Linked DNA regions of Sus scrofa: region 2 is linked to region 1. Evidence: chromatin contacts called from public HiChIP or PLAC-seq data. All regions are on one chromosome and are shown on one strand. Each heading gives the region's core, a stretch centred on a gene start, on an enhancer-like site or on the middle of the called end of the contact. The rest is flanking DNA. Distances are from core to core; before and after follow the strand shown.

Region 1 (2,700 bases), core at 162-2,661:
GGGCAGCAGGAGACAAGCGGACCAACCCACGAGCAGATCCTTCCAGAGTGAGCCTCAGGCCCTTTCCAGCACCAGCTGGCCCGGCAGCCCATTCCCACCGGCTCACCTGTCTCTGTGCACCTGGTCCCCGAGCGGGTGGCCCTTCATGCCCCCTGTCTCACTCACTTCCTTCCGCGGCCCTGGCTCAGCCTCCCCGCCCGTGTCCCTCCCATCACAGCTTCTCCTCGGGGCCTGGCTGCCCTCTTGGAAGGAAAAGACTGTCCCTCATGGGGTCCCCATCAGGCTCAGGCTATCTGCCCGCCAGACCCAGTGGTCTCTGGGGCAGCAAGCTGACTGCCTCAGGCACAGGTGGGGGTGGGGTCGAGGCCAGGCCCTGCTGCCTCCTCTGCCCCTCACCTGTGGGTCAGGGTCTCAGCCCTTCAGTGTCTGGTCCTCGTTTAGCCCGTTCATTCCCAGTGGGGCTGATGTCGCCCCCAAGGAGGCCAGACTCTTGGGGGTGATAAGCCCTAGAAGGTACGGGGTTTGTGGCCTTCCGAAGGGCAGGGTGCACAGGACGGGCTGGTGGGCATGTGCCTGCCCTCGGTGTGGTCCCTGCGTTCCTTTGGGTCACCTCTTCCACCCCAGCCCGCCCCAGGACCGCATGTTCCGCTGCGGAACTCAGGCGTGGCTGGTCTGGAGCAGGTGGAGCTCCTGGCCATAGGGATGGGTGTGTGATCTGAGCCGGGTCAGTGAGCTGGCCTGGGATTTTCCAGAGCCCCTAGGAAAATGGCCAGTGAACTTTAAGCTGAGAAGTACCAGTGGCCCTCTCTGTCATCCCAGGGGGAAAGCCTGTCTGAGGGCGAAGCGGGCCAGCAGGAAAGCAGAGCCTAGAGACGGAGAGAAAGACAGACTTCCAGTTATGTGGTTTGAGCACCTGGATATAGCTCTACCTGCAGCTGGTCCCAGCCTCCGGCCTTTTTAGTCAAGTGGGCTAGTAAATTAATGTTTTCGTGAGCAGTGCCGCAGGAGCACTGCGTTATCTCAGAGTTGGTCCAAAGAATCTCTGAGGGTCTCCTCAGCTGGTCGGCCTTGTGGGCTTCTTTCTGGTGCACGCCTGCTGGGAGGCGGGGTGGCTGCCCCAGTGTCCTGCTTCCTTTACATGCGTGGGTGACATGAGGTGCAAGCCCCGGCCCCCGTGCCGCCCTTTCCTGAGGGGCAGCTGGAGACCTCGGCAAGGGCCTTCAGCTCACACCCCTCTGGCTGTCTCTGTTCTCTGGAAAGTGCTGGAAGGAACCTCATTTAACCTCAGAGGAAGCTGCCTACGAAGGTGTGTCAGAGCCGTCCCAGAATAGAACGGGCTGCCTAGAGAGGGGCGAGTCCTCGTCACTAGAGTTGACCTGGGCAGGCTGGCAGCAGAGGCTGCAGGCGGCAGAGCAGCCGCCAGAAGCCGGGGCTAAATAAAGCCTCAGCCCCGTCCTGGGTCTGCTGACATTTAACGGGCACCTGTGGACGCCAGGTCGTTTCTGTACCTCTGGTCCCCGGGACAGCCCTGTTGCCAGTGTTGCCGCCTTCTATCTGCAGATGTGGAAACTGGCCCAGGCCGGGCAGGAGCCTGGTGCTCAGCTATTCCTGCTGGGCCTGTCATTCAAGCCTGGCTTCCCAGTCTCTGACCTCCTCCTCTGGGTCATGGGCTGTTGGCCTCAGCGCTGGAGCCCAGTCGGTACGGCCTCAGGTCCAGATGCGGGTGTACAGGTAGGTGAGCAGCAGAGGAAGTATCCACTTGTTACAGAGGCGTCGGTTATATCTTTGCCCCTCGAGGACCGTGTAACACTCTTATCAGAACAAGCGTTATTTTTTTAAGTACGTTTGCACCCTCCATAGGTTCGTGAACTTGCAGAATTCTTAAAAAGAAAGGCCTCCTGAAAGGGCAACATTAATAGTTTAAAAACAAACCAGCCTACGTGCCCGACACCCCTGAGCCTGCACACGGTGCTAATCTTGGGGCCCAGCCCGGCTCCCGGTTCACACCCAGGTCGGTGGGTCACTGGACACAGGCCTCCTCGTAATGCAATTTCCACTCTGGGCGCTCCAGCTCCTCTGCCTCCCCGAACTGGGCAGGGGTGCAGCTGCGGGCATCATGCCGCCTCTGGGGTGGTTCATGCAGAAAGGACCAGGGTATGGGCTCTGGTTCTAGTGACTGAAATCAGTGCCCCTCTGGGCCCCACACAGCAGTCTCTGACCTCCTCACAACCCAGGTCCCGCACCCTGGTGCGCGCGCACACACACACACACACCACACACACACACACACACCCACCCCTGAGCGGGGGTCCCAGCTGCCCAGCACAGAATGGGCGCCCAGGGCTCTTGTGTCTGGCCCCGCAGATGGCAGACCCCAGGCTGGGGTGATGGGTAAGGGTGTGTCTGGGCAGAGGGGCCTGAGTTCAGCCTTCCCTGGACAGAGGGGGTCAGAAGGCGGACTCAGGGCTCCCTTTGCCCAAGGCCCAGGCCAGCCCCGCTGTGTCCTGTGAGGCCAGTCCAAGCCCCTTGTCATCCTGGAGGCTGCCTCTGACTCTGGCAGAGGAGGGGCCTGGTGAAGACCAGAGCGGGGTGGGCAGGGGTTCGGCCTCTGGGGCCAGCTGTGCCCTGAGGAGGGTCCCAGGGGAGCCCGCACTGGGCTTTGTTTCCTCCTCCAGACCCACCCCTCCGAGTCCCTCATCG
Region 2 (2,778 bases), core at 131-2,630, 140 kb after region 1:
GGAGTGGGTGCCCTGATGTGCTGCACGAGGCCTCCTCCAAGTGTGATGTCAGGACCACCTGCAGGAGCAGCCTCTGGGGACTAAAATGCAGATTCCTAGGCCCAGTCCCCAACTTGCCCGATCAACGGAATCCCTAGGGGCAGGAACCTGCATAGCTTATTTTAAGGTAAAGTTGTTGAGAACCAGTGCTCTAGACTACAGGCTAGGGGCCCGGGTTCTCAGACACCTCTGCAGCAGCACAGTCAGACCGTCTGGCCACATCAGGAAGCTTCTGGAGGGTTGACAATTCCAGTCCCTACAGACCTGGATTCAGAACATCACTGAAAGCTGGTGTTTGGGCGTCTGTTTTGTTTGGGTTCAGTAACAAGGTAGAATTTCAGAGAAGGATAACCTTGCCCTTCGAATACCTCAAAGTCCCTTTTCACAGGAGGGGGTGGGGACTCCCAGTTGCACAGCACATTCTGGGTGGAGAACCAGTGCAAAAGGCCCGAGAAGCCGACAGGTCACGAGAAGGGGATAGTGTGACCCATCCCTGCCCCCGAGACACGCCACGGCCTGAAGCCCCTCAGGGAAGCTCCAGGGACCGAGCCTCCAGCAGACATGGCACAGCCCCGGACACTGGCAGTGGCCACTTAAGTTCTAGGCGGTCCCTGTGACTCACTGTCAGGAGCATCGACAGTTTCTCTGTGTCTCAGCTTCACGCGTTTGATATCACACACGGGAGTGGATGCATGTGTGTGTGTGGGGGGGGTGGTATAAACACACACAGAGCTTTTCCTACAGAGGAGCAGGCCAACCACGAAAAACCACAAACAGCACACAGACCATCTAGTTTTCTCACAGATGGACTGAGTCGATGACCTTTCAAAGCTGAGGCTCCGCCTGCAGCGTCTGGAAGACTGGGCGGCATCGGAGCAGCCGATGCTCACACACGTGGGGACAGGAGCTCAGATTCCCCTCCCGGGCTGTGGTCCTGAGACCCCTTGATTCAGAGCCGCAGGAGGCGGCTGGGTGCACAGATCTAAAGCTCAAAGGAACACAACACCCAGAAGAACACAAATAGCATCTGACCTCAAATGTTCTTGTTTCCATTTCTGCCCTTAAACTTGAAGGGAAATTCCCAGGGCCCAGATTCTCAGTGGACAACAAGCCTTCTTATGCTGAGAAGACAGAGGCGATCTACGGCCCCGGCCGGCTCTGTGCTGTGCTGACAGGCTGCCTGTCGGGGACATGAGCACAGCAGAATGCGGTTTCTAGAAAAGGTTAGGCACCTGAAGCACAGACCCACGACAGGAGGTTCTTGCAGCCGCCCGGGCCGGGTGGCAGGCCCCAGCCAGATCAAGGCCGGCTGACTCATTCTTGGATGTCGCACCTGTCAACTTGTGCTGACATCGGTCCCCACCCTGCCCTGCGGGCTGGGTGTGCTAACTTGGTCTCAGGGCTGCAAGGACTCTATGCAGGATTGGGAGCGGGGGAGGGCAGCTCACCAATCCTTTCAGTGGGAAACTCAAGGGAATCGGGGTGTCTCTCTGAAGCCGGCTTCAGCAAAGCAGGCTTACGAAATGAACGCAGGTGGAAAACACACAAGACTATGACTGAGCTACCCCCCAGTGGTGTCCCTATCTTTAAATGAAATTGGGGGGGGAGTGGAGGGGAGAGCATCCCGTGGCATTTGGAAGTTCCCAGGAATTGAACCTGTGCCTCAGCAGCGACAACGCTGGATCCTTAACCTGCTGAGCCACCAGGGAACTCCCTTAGATGAACTTTGGAGCTCCTGGCCCACGGCAGCGCCTCTTTCCCTGAATCACCGGAATGGAGGCTCAGCTCGGAGCCATGTCAGGAAGAAAAGGTCCCTGGGCTTTGCCTGCCCAAGTGTCCTCCTCTAGTGTGCCCTCTCACCTGCAATGCATCAGAGAATGTCAGAGACAGCAACATAGGATACCATGCTCCTCAGCCAAGGCGCGAGGCTGCGGGGTTAGGATGGCTGGGTGTAACGCTCCACTGGCCCTGCTGAGGGAAGACTGGCTCCAGGGGCCCTGGGAGATGCCCGAGAGGCCAGTGGCTTCAGTGTGGTTACTAGGGTCCCGCTATCACCAGCCGACCGGGGGTGGCCCACGGCAGCTACCACTGCTTCTGGAAATTCTTGCTCTTACAGAAAGAGGCCCAGTGGGATCTCCGGACAGCATAGAGGTGTCTTAAAAGACCCCTCCAGGGAGTTCCCACTGTGGCTCAGCAGGTCATGAACCCAACTAGTAACCAGGAGGATGCAGGTTCGACCCCTGGCTCCAGTCAGTGGGTTAAGGATCCGACGTTGCCATAGGCTGCAGTGTGGGTCACAGACAAGGCTCAGATCCTGCGCTGCTGTGGCTGTGGGGTAGGCAGACAGCTACAGTTCCAACTGGACCTCTAGCCTGGGAACTTCCACATGCTGTGGGTGCCAGCCCCACCCCCTCCAAAAAAAAAGAAGAAAAAACCCTCCAGACTGGGCTTTAGGAGCGTGGGCCTCAGTTTCCCGAACTGTATGAGGAAGTATGGGCTCTGGATGGTCCTCTTGCTCCATCCCCAGCCTCCAGGGGCACTCAGAAATACACGGGGGAAAGCCAGGATTTGCAATGGCAACAAACCTCTCAAGAGACGGGCCAGTTTGCCCGGTCTCCTTCAGATTCCCACCCGACTGTGGGTTTGGACAAAGTACTGGAAACGGGCTGCTGCTCACGATTCATCTCGAAACCAATGTGTGTGTCAGGCTGGGCACCATCACACAGAAGCAGTCAGGAG

The links. HiChIP or PLAC-seq counts read pairs in DNA pulled down with a chosen protein or histone mark.
Region 2: a contact with region 1 is called in an H3K27ac HiChIP or PLAC-seq map of skeletal muscle. The contact joins two enhancer-like sites. A contact is called at or near these places in 2 of 2 datasets of contacts at active chromatin or transcription factors (alveolar macrophages and skeletal muscle).

The regions. Positions count from the first base shown.
Region 1 is chr14:133,925,615-133,928,314 of Sscrofa11.1, forward strand. The region is part of intron 6 of LHPP (phospholysine phosphohistidine inorganic pyrophosphate phosphatase); the gene reads left to right. Among named protein-coding and RNA genes, the nearest start is that of TRNAE-UUC, 32 kb to the left of the region's middle. Within about 2 kb of position 1,412, at least 9 of the 83 cell types and tissues checked have an H3K27ac peak or open chromatin away from gene starts, as enhancers often do. A contact at or near this core is called in skeletal muscle, where this site is marked.
Region 2 is chr14:134,064,046-134,066,823 of Sscrofa11.1, forward strand. All of the region lies in intron 3 of FAM53B (protein FAM53B), which reads right to left. Among named protein-coding and RNA genes, the nearest start is that of FAM53B, 70 kb to the right of the region's middle. Within about 2 kb of position 1,381, at least 13 of the 83 cell types and tissues checked have an H3K27ac peak or open chromatin away from gene starts, as enhancers often do. A contact at or near this core is called in skeletal muscle, where this site is marked.